2 separate regions of the Ovis aries genome follow, and region 2 is linked to region 1. A link is a contact called in public Hi-C data. All regions are on one chromosome and are shown on one strand. Each heading gives the region's core, a stretch centred on a gene start, on an enhancer-like site or on the middle of the called end of the contact. The rest is flanking DNA. Distances are from core to core; before and after follow the strand shown. Region 1 overlaps MAP7 (microtubule associated protein 7). Region 2 holds the start of MAP7 (microtubule associated protein 7).

What was found. A called contact is a pair of places that touch in the nucleus more often than the background predicts.
Region 2: a Hi-C map of liver shows a contact between it and region 1, with 2.3 times the contacts expected there. The contact joins the promoter of MAP7 here to the enhancer-like site in region 1. A contact is called at or near these places in 2 of 16 Hi-C or Micro-C datasets (liver and mixed tissues).

What each region holds. Positions count from the first base shown.
Region 1 is chr8:61,693,410-61,700,836 of ARS-UI_Ramb_v3.0, forward strand. All of the region lies in intron 3 of MAP7 (microtubule associated protein 7), which reads right to left. Among named protein-coding and RNA genes, the nearest start is that of TRNAG-CCC, 110 kb to the right of the region's middle. Within about 2 kb of position 3,577, at least 16 of the 54 cell types and tissues checked have an H3K27ac peak or open chromatin away from gene starts, as enhancers often do. A contact at or near this core is called in liver, where this site is marked.
Region 2 is chr8:61,827,453-61,834,879 of ARS-UI_Ramb_v3.0, forward strand. MAP7 (microtubule associated protein 7) reads right to left here and starts at 3,133. Exons shown (of 17, transcript XM_060419735.1): 1 at 3,047-3,133. The coding sequence starts at 3,113.

The DNA of each region.
Region 1 (7,427 bases), core at 2,327-4,826:
TTATATTTTCTCAATAAGAAATGAGACTTCTGAGCATAAGAAAAAGAAATCAACACTTGCTATGGACTGAACTGTGTCTCCTCTCCCAGCAATTTGTACACTGAATCTCTACTGCCCAAAGTGACTGTATCTGGAGCTAGGGCCTTCTGGAAATGATCATGATTACATGAGGTCATAAGGGTAGGGACCTAATCCAACAGGATTCAGTTCAGTTCACTCAGTTGTGTCCGACTCTTTGTGACATCATGAATCGCAGCACGAAATTCCTCCCTATCCGTCACCAACTCCCGGAGTTTACTCAGACTCATGTCCATCCAGTCGGTGATGCCATCCAACCATCTCATCCTCTGTCATCCCCTTCTCCTCCCACCTTCAATCTTTCCCAGCAGCAGGGAAAGATGTCTTTTCAAATGATTACTCCCTTATAAAAAGAAACACCAAGGGAGCTCTCTCTCCCTCTCTTTTCATGCTCAGAAGACAGACCAGGTGAGAACAAAGCAGCCATCCATGGGCCAGGAAGAGAGCTCTCATCAGGAACGGAAGCCTACCAGGGCCTTGATCATAAACTTTCCAGCTTCCAGAATTGTTAAGAAAACACAATTTGTTGTTTAAGCCATGCACTCTATGGTAGTCTGCTATGGCAGTAAGAACAGACTGTATAACAACTCATTCAGTATTTAAATCATTAACGATCACTAATTTCACAGAGCTCTATGAAAGAATAACATGTCCAAAAAGCACCTGTGATGACTATCATTAACCTTTGCTCTTGTGACATTAGCATTTTCTCCTGGACTCTGAGATCATAATATAAAAATGAAACGAAAACCCACAGTGGCCCCTGGACATGAACAATCCAGTCCCATCCCTGAGCTGCTGCCACCAAGGTTATACTTCAGTGACCCTGTAACAGTTGGTCAGTGACACACAAAGGGGAAGTCCACTGTCAACCTGGACTCTATTTAGAAACTTGACTCTTGTACTAAAGAAACAGTGACTCCTGAACTAAAAGGAGTTTGCAGTGAAAGGGTACTGGACAGAGAAGCAGCTCTGGCTTCATAGGAACCTGAGTCCACCCCCCTCCTGCCACTCCCGTTACAGAGGGACTCCTGTGGTCTTGTCTCCTCCAACTGTCTTCCTGCCAGAGTTGCCAGATGAGCCCACAGTAACATACAAAGTGTTCAGCACAGTGCCAGGTACACAGTAGGGACTCAGTACATGTAACCTCTACAGCCACACAACCAACCCTACCCCTACCATAGCAAGGGGAAAAAAGAAAGTTTAAAAGGAATAAAACTAAGCCTGTTAGTTAAGATTGAGACTTTTAGACCAGGCCAAAATCCAAAACGCCCAAGTTATATTGAAGCCCGGCATGCTACAGTCCATGGGGTCACAAAGAGCAGGACACAACTTTTAAACTGTTGTTTAAAAGAAACAAACCTAAAACAAAGTGCTAAAAAAAAATCATAAAATAATGAATAAACAAAAGCTATCAGGCAAATGAAAACAAAATTGTAATAAATGTGGAATAATAATTCCATTTTGCCTGGCAGTAAAGATAAAATGAAATTAAAAAAAAAAACCCAAAGGAGATAAATAGCTCTCCTAGGATCACTGTCTAAAAGAGGAAGAGTTGAAATTTTAATTCAGCTCTGATTGTAAAGCCTGTACTTTCAGTTACTATACAATACTTCCTCCAAATTCACAACTGCCCGCCTAAAATTTCCTCTTGAATCTCCTGGTCAGATCGATCACATAACCTTACTCATTATCTCTACCTCAAACCAGAACCTGCTCCACCTTCTCCATTCTGATAGCAGATACATGACCTCCCAATGGTTTACGAAGATCCCTTGGAATCACCCTCAATTTCTCCTTCATGGATGCTCCACCCCAACCCAACACTTCCACAACTGACCTTCTCATTTTACATCAGAATTTAGTGTCTTCTCTCTCATCCTTCCGATTCTATTGGATTTAAGCCCTCATTTTTTTCTTACTCCTGGGGTTTGGTCTATTTCCTCTTCACAGTCATCCTGCATACTGTTCTCAGACATCTCCCTCCCCCTGCCACCGGCCCCAATCCCAAACAAAACCTAGTGTCATAGCCCTGCGTGAGGATCTGTTAGTTACCGTTCCCGCGGTTCAGCTCCTTAGACTGACCATATGATCCTCTCCATTTTTATGTGCTACCCCTGCCCCAAATCCCTCTTCCCACCTGTCAAACTTCAGTCATCGTTCAAGTTCTAGGTCAAACGGCTCTTCCTCTGAAAAGCCTTCCCTGACACCAAGGTCACTCCCATAGTTCCTCTGCACTCCTACCTGTACGCCAGATGGTAATTACTCTGCTCTTACATGTTTCTGAGTCTTTCCCCACATAAAACAATGACTAGTTTAGCAGATGATTAAAGTAAGTCTAATGAGGAATGAGCTAAGGAATTAAAGGGTTATATGACCTCCAAGCAAAGTGATTTACATTGAGCCTTAGTGTTAATTCAAAGCCTTCTCAACCAGTCATTTAAACTGTTTTCCACTCTCCTCTCATTTGAGTATTACTCTGGAGAACTGCCTGGTAATAAAGATGACCTTGTAGGATACCCACAACACTGCGTCTCCTGCCTGAGGGGACTTCCTACTCTGCCTTCATCCCTGGACACAGTGGTAGGCTAATGAGATTGAGCTGCTAGGGCAGAGCTGAGGTGCTTATACCTGTGAAAGACATTTTCTTTTGAGACAGGAAAGCAACACTGTGCCAGGACTTCTTATCTTCAGAGCTAGGCTCAATAGAGTGTTTAGTTAGGCCTCAGCTAAAGTCAATAGAGTTTTGCTAAAGCACACAAAACGATGATTGTCCTCAGACTCTCACTGCCTCGACCCTAATCCACTTTTACTCCTCCAAAGTTGGTGCCATCCTCTTCCCTCGCTGTCTTACTGAGCCCCGCCTGCTAGACCAGGAAGGACAAATGCCCCCGTATCTCTGCCTCCCCGAAGCTCAGAAGCATTGGTTTCTCCAGTCCCGGGCATGTCAGTCAGTCTCTGGAGTCTGACCTGCCACCCTCACCTTTATCATCACAGTTGTCATGGTGAGCTGTGCTCAGCTCTTTATGCTGACATCAGGTGATTTACAGGCTTTAGCTTCATAGCCACCTGCCGAGGGAGACACTGCTATTAAACTTACAGAGAAGTGAAGTAACCTGCCTGAGGTCTCACAGTAAGTCAGTGGGGGGACTGGAATCCAAACTCTGGACTGTCTGATTCTAGAAGCAAACAAGGAACCATTACGCTAAAAGGCAGGATTGGGAATACTTCCCATGACTAAGGCTCCTCCTCTAGACTGGGAGAAGGTGGGAACCCAATGTGAAGATCCTGATTTTCTCACATCACTCTTGGCCTTCATCATTTGTTTACAAGACCCCTTACTTTTCAGGCTTTAAGACCTTTTCACTGTCAGCTTTACAGGCAAAGGAGACTTGGGAGAAATAAATAATGGTTGCTTAGTCACAGTGATTCACCTGACGTTAAAGCTTCAGCCTGTGAGTTATTTAATCCATTCCATGACAAGCGTTTATTCTTCCCAGTCCTGTGCCTGACTCCCGAGGCAGTGTTGCGGTATCGCTCATGGCCACATCCCTCCCACTCACGTGTGCTCTGACCCTTGGCAGCTCACAGCCTGCCTGGCAGCCTTGCGAGATTTTGTACACTCTATTCATCAAGAGACAACTTTTGGAAACCAGAAGCCACAGCTGACCACAGATCTGTCAAAGTTTCATCCAGCATATATTTGGACTAGCAAGACTGCTTTCCCAAAGCCCAAAGTCTGGGTTTTTGGGGTGTGTGTGTGTACTGAGGACAGTTTTGTCAAAACCAATGACTTCCTTATATGTCTATATGTCTAGGAATAATAATAATAATGTGAAGTGTGAAACCAGGGACAATTTCGCTTGTGATTCTAATCAGAGTAGGGGCATCACTGGTTGTTTACTGATTAATTCTACTCTATCAACATTTTTGAGATGAACATTCTAAGCCAGATTGAAATGATCGTGTATGTCTTGACCATACTCTTAGTAACACTGCTGCCCCTGAGTTGACAACACACTCAGACTGGAGGAGTGGGAAGGGAGGCAAAGCAGAAAAGTTATGACTGGAGGGGCAAGAAAGTCTGGTGAATTTATCTGAGAAACAAGGCAAATATAATCTAATTGAACATCAAAATCTTTTTCATATTATCTTATGGTTGTTTCTAATATATTACATTCTGACAGATCTCCTGCACAGCTTTGAACTTAGCCACAAAACCCAATATGAATGAATTGAATGAGAGATTTGAGAAATTTAATTTTTTTCTTCATGAGCTATAGGAGTCAATCATACAATTCACTGATAATCTTTCATAATTTTACAGACTCTCGAAAGCCTCTGATCCATACCTCAAACTTAATCTGTATCACCTTCAAAAAGGGAAACCTTATATCTTCCTAAACACAGAAAACTACTTGCCTGCTCAATATTCCTCATATATTCCTTAGAATTTGTCAGCATACTGTAAGATTATTAGTTTTGTAACATATGAAGACCAAGTAGTTTCAAGGTAAAACCATTATATAGATTATCTTTGTGTCCTTGTTCATCTAACTGAGAAACTGCTTAAGAATGAGATTTTCAGACTTGTTTCACTGGATGTTGTAAGGGCAGATATTACCTGATAATTTGGTAATATCTAACTAATTTGCAGTATACCTGCAGCACATACACTGAAATGCACAGACTATTCGCTTACCATTTAACCAACAGCTGTTAGACATCAACTATGTGCCAGGCACTTTTCTAGGTACTAGGCTACAGAAGTTAAAAATGACGTAAGTCCTTTCTTATAATAAGCTTATATTCCAGTGAAAGCAGACAAGACAATAAACAAGTAGAATATCAATATATACATGCTTAGATGTTGCAAATAACATGGAGAAAAATAGAGGGTGCTAGTTTGCTGCTACTGCTGCTAAGTTGCTTCAGTCGTGTCTGACTCTGTGCGACCCCACAGATGGCAGTCCACCAGGCTCCGCCGTCCCTGGGATTCTCCAGGCAAGAACACTGGAGTGGGTTGCCATTTCCTTCTCCAATGGATGAAAGAGAAAAGTGAAGGTGAAGTCGCTCAGTTGTGTCTGACTCTTAGGGACTCTTAGCGACCCCATGGATCGCTACCCGGCTCCTCCGTCCATGGGATTTTCCAGGCAAGAGTACTGGAGTGGGGTGTCATTGCCTTCTCCAGGGTGCTAGTTTGGGGAGCTACAAATCTGAGGAAGATGGCCAGGGAAGGCATCACTAAAGAGGTGGCATTTAAACAATACCTGAAGGAGGAGAGAAAATTATTTACATGCATCTCTCAGGCCAAATATTCCAGGTGGAGGGCATAGCAATGTAAGTTCTAGGAGGTTAGAAAATTGATCTTTCACTTCAATAGCCCCAGGGTTTCTAGCTCAATAGTGACCCCACATCAAATACTAAGTGAATGAATATGTGAATTAAAATAGCATGAAATAGCTTCTTAAAAAAGGAGGTGGTGGTAGTAGTGGCCAATTACTTTACTAAAGTCAAAAGTTTATATTACATAAATTTCACATGCCTTGATTCTTACAGATGTTTTACAAGAGAGGTTAGTAACCAGGATCTATTCCAAGTTCTTACAGACTCTTAATGACTCCAAGGTTAACAAATGGTCAATGCCACAAAGTATTTTCAAAAAGATGTCAGAATCTGCTCCAACACTTACATTTACCCTCTGGTTCTATGTCAAGCGGACAGTGAGTACAGCACGCATGTACCCTGCTTGTATGTGGAAGCAGAAAGGCTCTTCCTCTACATGATAGCTGGGTATGTGCCCAGCTCTGAAACCTGAAAAAACCCACCACCTGAATCCAAAGCATAGGGACTGCTCTCTATTTAACAGCATTGCCATTTGTTGAAGACCGTAAACATGGACGTTGGTGACCCTGTACATAAACAGCTGATACGGCAGAAAGAAAAAAGGGTCCATTAACTATTCCATTTTAAAGGTTCAGTTCCTTCCTTAAGCTAAATTATCCCAATGCATTAAAAAAAAATAAAATAAAAGACAATGCATAAAATAACTTACATCAGCAACTATGGCAGGCTTACCCAACAGAAAGTACAACCATTGTGTTAATTTGCTCCTAAACGGGATAATACAGAGTGAAGTGCTTAGAACATTGCTTTGCCCATAGTCAGTGCTCAATTAACATGATTATTATTAATAATATTATTAGTATTTAATTAAAGGCTTGAGTATAGTCAGAAAATTATGCATCTGTTTTATATTTAGTCCTATGTACTGGCATAAAAAGAATTAGAAAACTATGACCATACTCTTTAAAAGCTTGAAATATATGCAACTAGAAAGTTCTATAAAGTCCCACTAGAAGAAGTTCAATAACATATAAAATAGCTAAAACACGATAGTTATGCAAGGTACAATATATAGTAAAAAAAAAATGAGAGTTTCCAAGAGGGAAAAGATCATAAAACTAGGAAGGCTTCAAAAAGCAGGACTGGTACTGAACGTGACAGAGCTGGACGAAGTACATCAGTGAGACAGTTTTGGGTAACTAAACTCTAAATTTATTAAAGTCTGCAGTAGGATGATAGCAGAAGCAGCAAATTTAAAGGCAAGGATCCGAGACCTCTGCTGAAGACAGAGGAGTACTGGACCTGTGACTATGTGGGTTTAGGGACAGGGTGTGAGGCAACCTCCACTTACAAACCTGAGGCCACCGCTAGAGGACTAGGCTGAGTCCAGACTGACCAGCGGCATCTACAAGTGGCTCAACAGGCCAGCGTGGAGACGAGGCAGTGCACAGCACTGGACCACCAGGAAGAGAACATTTTATCCTGCAAAAGATTCAGTAGTTAAGGCTCGGAGTCAGAAAGATGCCAGAGCCTCCAGCAGCAGCAGAAAGTATCAAAAAAAAAAAAAAAAAAGACCTGAAACATAATGCTGTGGGGGTGTGGAAGGGTGGAAGGCATATTGGTGCAACTGACTGGTACACAGCAATTACTCAGAGGAGTGAAAGCTGATGGACAACTTACTGTATAGAAGTTGAGTTTTAGATGATAGGAAAGCATCTACTATCTTAAAGAGTGAGTTGGGAATGTGGAACCCATAATATCAACACAGGAGAGTAGAAATCATGAGAACAAATACAATTCTCCCCACCTAGCCCAGGAAAAAAAATTAAAGCTTAGAAGAGAGATGGTAAAAAAATATGCAGAAGTCAAGAGAGAAGTTTGAAGGAATGGCCTGAATTAGAGTCAGATGAAATAGACTAGTTGAGGACATTTTTTCATGAGAAAACCTTTTAAGGCAGAAAAATAAAGCTTTCAGAGTATATATTCCCAACCAAATGAACAGA
Region 2 (7,427 bases), core at 1,883-4,382, 130 kb after region 1:
TAGTTATTGCAACACAAGTGGAAAGAATGGTTAGTTTTAAAGAAAAAATTAAAAATTCATCATAAAGAATGTGACTTGATTACTTCTGAGTAGAAAATAAATATACGCTGACAGAAATACAGTTCTGAATGCTGAAAGAAATATGATTTTTATATTCCACTTTACAATATTCTTTAAAAATGTCTCATTTTATGGGTGGTATACTGCCAGTTTCAACCAATCTTTGATACACACACACATACATATGTATATAATAATGAACACATTACAGGTGTTACTTTTATAATCATCTGAGATTCTAATCTAAATTGCCCTAAAGTTGGACCACAGTCTTTTCAGGGACAGAAAAACTAAGACATTTAAGAATGGGCTCTACCTCCTAATAACCTAAGTCACTCAGTCATATCCAAATCTTTGCGACCCCATGGACTGTAGCCTGCCAGGCTCCTCTGTCCACTGAATTCTTCAGGCAAGAATTCTGGAGTGGGTTGCCATGCCCTCCTCCAGAGGATCTTCCCAACCCAGGGATCAAACCAGGTCTCCTGCATTGCAGGTGGATTCCTCACCATCGGAGGCACCAGGGAAGCCCGATAACCTAATCACCTGATCTAAAAGGGAATAAAATGAATCCTTCAACAAATGTTGCCATTTAAGGCAGCAATGTTCTCCTCTTGATGGTAATAAAAGACAGACATCCCCACCCCATCCCCCAAAACCCACCTCAATATAATCCTGTAATTATAAAAAAAAACAAAACCAAAAACACTTGCAGCATTTGTATGTTGATATTAAATACATCCATAAGACGAAAAGTACTACACTGAAGTCTGATATTCTGATATAGGTCACATATTTTAAAGATATGAAAAACTTCCTAAGTTGTTACAATCATCAAACAACTGCCACCCAGATTTACATATATATATATATTTTTTTTTCACCTTTCTTCTTTCTTTGGCACCTAATCACACAGGTCTTCTGACCATGAAAAGCCATAACAGTAATCCAGGGCTAGAAAAATAGGAAAAAGATGTGAGCCAGAAATAAGCTTGAGTTAAACTATGGTGGTTTAGTCACTAAGTCATATCCAACTCTTGTGATCCCCTGAATCGTAGGTAGGCTGCCAGGCTCCTCTGTCCATGGGATTCTCCAGGCAAGAATACTGGAGGGGGTTGCCATTTCTTTCTCTGGGGGGATCTTCCCAGCCCAAGGATCAAACCCTGGTCTCCTGCATTGCAGGCAGATTCTTTACCAACTAAACTACAGTTATTCATAAATTTGTCTTTTGGGAACTGAAGTTTCCAGGCAGAGATGTGGAAGAATTGTTTTCTATGAACGAGATGGTAGCCAGTCAAATTGCCCTTTTCATAGAGAAAATATTTCACTGACAGCCACATGGTTGATTTGTATGCTAATTGTTAGAAGCATGACCAGTTCCTTAGTAAACATGCCTGAGCAATGAATAAAACTAGTTTGTAATTCACTAACATCTGAAAATCTTGTTCATGTGCAAATTCTAGAAAATGCTTATTATTTTTAGCATAAAACGTGAACAATTTTGCTTCAGAAGCAGTTTTTGTTGTTGTTGCTGTTGTTTTTTCCCTTGTGCGGATTAGGCGCCAAACCGTTTATATTCTTAATGAGGATACTGCCCTCCTGCTGCACTAACCCTCAGAACCCAGTTTATCAAGTTCCCTAAAGCATTTACAAAGGCACGTCCTCTTAGCCACCCCTTCCCTACCCCAAACCAAAATAATGACCTGCCAATCTTTCAAACACAGTAAGACAAAATAAACCACCCTTCAGGAAGTAGCGTGACTTCAAAGTAAACAAGTTCAAGATTCCTTGTCTTAATCTTAGGTATTTTGGCTGGAGGGATTAAGTCTTCAGACTTTAGGTGCCCCAACTCTACGTAGCTGAAAAGATCCATCATTAGCAAATACGGTTACAGCTTTCCCGGACCTTTTGCATTAATAGAAGCACACCTTCTAAGTCAATACCTCTCTTTTGAGGGTGGAGGAAGTCTCACATTTAGGTAACAATTGTTTCCGATTATGTGTAAGCAGAAAACTCAACTGGGGAGCCTGCAATTGGCACGGCTTTTTTAAAATAAGAAACTGCCTCACCGCCCCCAAGTGTAGAAAGGTACCAGAAACAGTTTACTGGCCAAGAATAGAAGAGGGGAGTAGAAAAGAGAGGTGGATCTGCAAGCAAAAATGATCTCGAGGCGGGGAAATCGAGGGGGGCGGGGGAGACTTAATGCTCTCAGGGATGTGAGCTCTTGCCCCAACCGCGGCTTGGAAGTGGAGGGAGGGGGGGTTCCTCTGTACAGCGTTCGGAGGGGCCGAGACGATTTCCCACTTATGATTGGTGCACTGACTGAAAACATGAACTCCTGAGGATCCTTTCAAGTTAGCGAATCTCTGAGACCTCCACCAGCACCCGCAGGCCCCCACCATCCCGAAAGCAGCCCCCTACTTCCCGACCCCCCGATCTCAGTCCTCTCGCGACCAACGTCGTAACTGCGGACTCCAGGACAATCGCCCCGGAGCGCTGGGCTCCGTCCACCGCGTCGGGCGACCCCGGCACCCGGTGCGCCAGTTAAAGCGAGGTTTGCGCAGAAAAGGATAATCCTGAGAGCCGCACCTGGACAAGGATTTTCCGGCTGGTGGTTTGGTTGGGAACAGGATTTCCCCATTCAACCAAATTAGACCCAGCCTGGCAGGTGGGAGAGGAGGACCGGCGTCTCCCCATTTCCTCCTCCCGCCCGCGCTCCCTGGCGCGCTTCCACCTGTTGGGGGAAGTCGAGCTGGAGCGCGAGAGGGGCGGCCCTTGCTGCTGCCGGGCGCCAGCGAACTTGGGCGCCGGGGCCGCGCGATGGACGCGCGGCGGCGGAGGGTGGAGGGCCAGCGCGCTCCGAGCCGGCCGTTCGGGCCGCGGCCGGGCGGGGGAGGGGAGCGCCGGCCCCACGCGAGCCCCGCAGCCCCGCTGGCGGCCCTCCCGCCCGCGCCCGCCCGACCCCCACCTGCCCCCGCAGCTCAGTCACCTGTTTCGCTCTGCGCGACGCCATCGCCGCCCGTGTGGCTGTCGCCGCCCGCTCCCAGGTCCGCCATGGTGCTCCGATGACGCGCCCGGGGAGCCGCTCCGCCCTCTTCCTCGGCTTGGCTCCCGCCGGCCCCCCGCCTCCCGGCCCGCGGCCCAGACAGGTGAGCGCGGTCTGGGGAGGGCGGAGGAAGGAGGGAGCGAGCGCTCGCGAGCCCGCGGCGGCCTGCGCCCGGCGCGCCCCCTCGTGGGCAGGTACGGCGTGGCAGCCGCTCCAGCTGACGCGGCTGGGTTTCCGCAACCAGAGCAGCGGGCGGAGTCAGGCAACCTGAGCTGCGAGCTTCTGGTCCCGGCTGCCCGGCTCCTCGAGGTCTGTAGGGGGTTCGGGGACGCTTGGTGGCGCTAGGAACTGGGACGCGCTCAGGATCCGTCGAAGTGAGGCGAGAGCATCCGGAAGGCTCTATCCCTCTCTGAGCTCCGAGGCAGCCTGATCAATGTTAGACTCGCCAGGGCTGGGGTTCGTGGTGACAGCCGCCGAAGACTATGATGCCACGTGGAAAGCCGGACTACACCGGCTGGATTCGACTCAGCGGTCCAGTCTTCATCTGCGTTTTAGCACATCACTGCCGACGACCTGTCTTTTCACCTGGCTTCTGTATCTGATGTTCCCCAGGGCACACAACTTTGTGCCCAGTGATGTAGCTTTTCTTATTCTTGACTTCCGATTAGCAGCTTACCTTGACTCGTGGCTGGCTCCGGAAGACCAGGGGAAAAAGCAGTAGGCAACAATTTCTTTCTTTTTTAAGAAACAGATTATTAGCTGCAGAGACATCAATTTCTGCTCTAACAAGCAAATGAACGTTAAGCAACAAATGCTGAGAAAAAAGAAAAAGTAGCCTGTATAAAGGGAAACGTAAAGAAACAAAATGGAGCAGAGATCAGTTCTGCCTGGTTACACAGAGATGCAGTCCCACAGCCTCGGTTGGCTGAACACGAGTCACAAGCTCCCAACAGTTTAAAATCCTCTCAAGGACTTCAGCAGAATCTAGGGGAGCCCAAGCGTGTCTGAGAACAGGGTTGGATTTCTTGGTAGGGTGACAACTCTCACCATCCTTGCATGCACAGCCTGCTACTCTGAGCCCAGGAATGGACTGGTTTTATTTGGTTTACTGGGTCACTGGCTGATTAGGTAGAGGGTTTCATTAAGGGACACGTGCTGCGGTTTGTAGTTATGGATTTTCCCTCGGTGCCATTTCTATAGTAGACTAGGCAAACTGATCATTTGGCAGTGTGACCTTCCTAAATCACATTCAGATCACTCTTAGTGCCCTTCTAATCAATGAAAATAAAGCATCAAGTGGATGGAGGTAGTTTTAGACTTCAGCTTGGGTCCAACCAAAGGTATTTTTTAATAAATTAAGTCACCAGGGTTTAAGACACTTTCCTTTGAACATCAGAAAGACTCTGAATTCTCTGAAAGAAAAAGAATCAAGAATCCTCCTTAGTAAAAGGAGGCCATTTGTTTTCAATCTTCTATACTATTTACTTAAGTGAACCAGTAAGTTCTTTCTTTGACTTCCTCCCCTCCCAAAAGTGAAGACTTACTGGTGTGTTTATTTGTATGTGTTTGGTTTTTGTTTCTGTCTGTGCTCATTCCTTCTCCCATTCTTTTGATAACTTACGTTTTAGTTTGTCACCAAGTTACACAAAAATAAATGCAACAAGAAACACACCAAAATGCTGCACTTAGGCCCTGTACAGATTCTCTATTCCAGACCCCATGCAGAGTCTGTTAACAGAGTGGACTGTCGGGTGACTTGGGAAGGATCACATCTGTTAAATGTCGCCCCACCACGTTGTATTTCATGTTGCACTTTACTGAGAACACGGAAGCCATCTGTCCTGAGCGCCCACATCCAACTCAAAACCTTGCCGAATCATTATGACTCCCTTTTCCAGGGGAGGAGCTGGATGTCCTCAGGCCACTCACTCCCCCTCCTGCCTCCTCGGAAACCTCATCTCTCCCTTATCCCTACTCCCCAAACGCCTCCCCATTCAAGGGGCTCTGCCCCAACAAATACATTCAGGACTCCCTGATTCTGAAAATTTCATCCTTTGACTTCCCACCCTGCCAAATCTCGTCATATATTTTGTTCACCAAAGGGGATGAATATGTGGACCGTGTGCCGCCATCAGCTTAATCATCTTTGTTTAACCGACTGTGGTCTTTCTTACCTGTCTATAAAAGCTTTCTTGGTCACAAAATCAAATTCCATTATTTTGATCTGTATTCCCCTAGACTTTCTGCAGCACTCAAGCCTGATTGTTTTCCTCTTGGGTTACCCTACTAGCCTGATGTTTCTCATTCCTCTATGGTCAGTTCTTTTGTCTGTTTTGTGGATTTAAATTCTTCCTCCTTCTCAACTTGTCCCCAAACCTACCTCCTCCCCAAATCTTAGGCCATAACCTTTCTATCTCTATTCTGACAGCCCTCACCTACTGTTATCTCCATCCAAATGACTCCTAAATCGAGAATCTATACCCTGACTTCAGTCCTGACTTCCACCAATACATCCTCAAGGGTCTCTGGAAATTCTAGCATGTTCTCTTTCATGCCCATTCTAGCAGGATGCCCTGACATTAACTCAACAGGTCCCCAGACCAGCATCCCCCCAAACTTGCCTATTTTTGAATTCTCTTACTCAAGTAGGTTCAACATCTTCATCACTGCCCAGATCAGGGTTCCAAAATTTTGTCAATTCATTGTTTTAATTCTACCCTCTCAATTCATATCACTCTGTAGCTTCCACTAGACCCTCCTTCACATCTTAAACAATTTCTGAATTGCTCTGTCCAATTTCCATTCCCTCTAATTTACCCAACACAACTTTACCAAGTTAATCTAACACACACACACACCATTTCTACATAACTAAATACTAACTCCACTTCCCTCCCTGACCATCCCCCAATGACATCCTGAGCTCTCCTATCCCATTTCCACTTTTCAACTCTATAATTCATATTTCCAGCTAAGTAAGAGTTAAAATGAGTTAAAATTTGTGTATGCTTTAGTGCAATAGGAAAGTTGTTCACTTTCTCTGGAACACCTTGAAAATCTCTTTCTGCCTTTGTTCTTGGAGCTGTTTGCCAGAATGACTTCTCCAGTCCGAAGTAATTTAATACTTCCTTTCTTCCAAGGCCCAGGTTGAGGTCCACCAATCAGTGAGACTTATTCCACCTGTCCTGGGTCTCTTGGCAATCTGGTCCTCTGAACCTCTCCACGGTCTTCTGTACTTGTAACTTGTCCAGCCTTTAACATAGACCAGATGTAGTTTGTTACTGCACATCTGCCTCTTCAATCTGATATGAATGACTTGGTGGCAGGGGCTTCGTCTTCTCTTTCTCTTTAGGTGTCCATAAAGTCTGGAGCCATCAATTATTTGCTTTGCTGACAGATGTCCTCAGTGACACACGTGCCTGCATTCTGAACCGGATGGGCTTCGTGTCTATCTCTCCTGCTGCTATAGCACCTCACACACAGTAGGCCTTCCAGTGGGTTCACAGTTAATCCCTCTTTGCCAAACTGTGTCATGTGATAGCTTGGGAATGAAAGAAACACAATATGCAATAACAGAACTAGGAGAAATAGGTCAAACTGTGGTTTAAAAGAAACATTGGATCTATTTTTGAGTCTGCCCCTGGCACCCACGTGAATCTATTTTGTTACAAACATTTTTCTAGGCTCAGCTCTGGACCTTGACTTTGCTGTAAAGCCTCCCTTGACCCCCTCTGGCAGTTCGATGCAACTATAGCGCTTACCGCATGTACTGTTGTTTCTATTGTTAAATTATCTGTTGTTGTTTAGTTGCTAAGTCACGTCTGATTCTTTTGCAACCCCATGACTGTAGCCCGCCAGGCTTCTCTATCCATGGGATTTACCACGCAAGAATACTGGAGCGGGTTGCCATTTCCATCTCCAGGGGATCTTCCCAACCCAGGAATTGAACCTACATCTCCTGCACTGAAGGCAGATTCTTTACCACTGAGCCACCAAGGAAGCCTTAAATTATCTGTAGAGCTTTGTAAACAGACCTCTGGGCCCTACCCCAAACCAGTGACAACAGTTTCTCTGAGACGGTGGCATCAATATATATTTTTAAGTGTCCAGATCATGTTAACATGAAGCTGGGTTGAGAATCACTGGCCTTGATCGATGCCAATGGCCTTTCAGTGCAAAACTTCCATGGAAATTGAGCTATAATGGAACTGCCTTCTTTTGTGATTAAGGCCCAGAATTCTGAAAGAACCCCAAGGATGCCAGTCTAGGGATATATTATGAACCATATAGGGATAGAGAAACGTTTGCCCATAGATACAGGGTA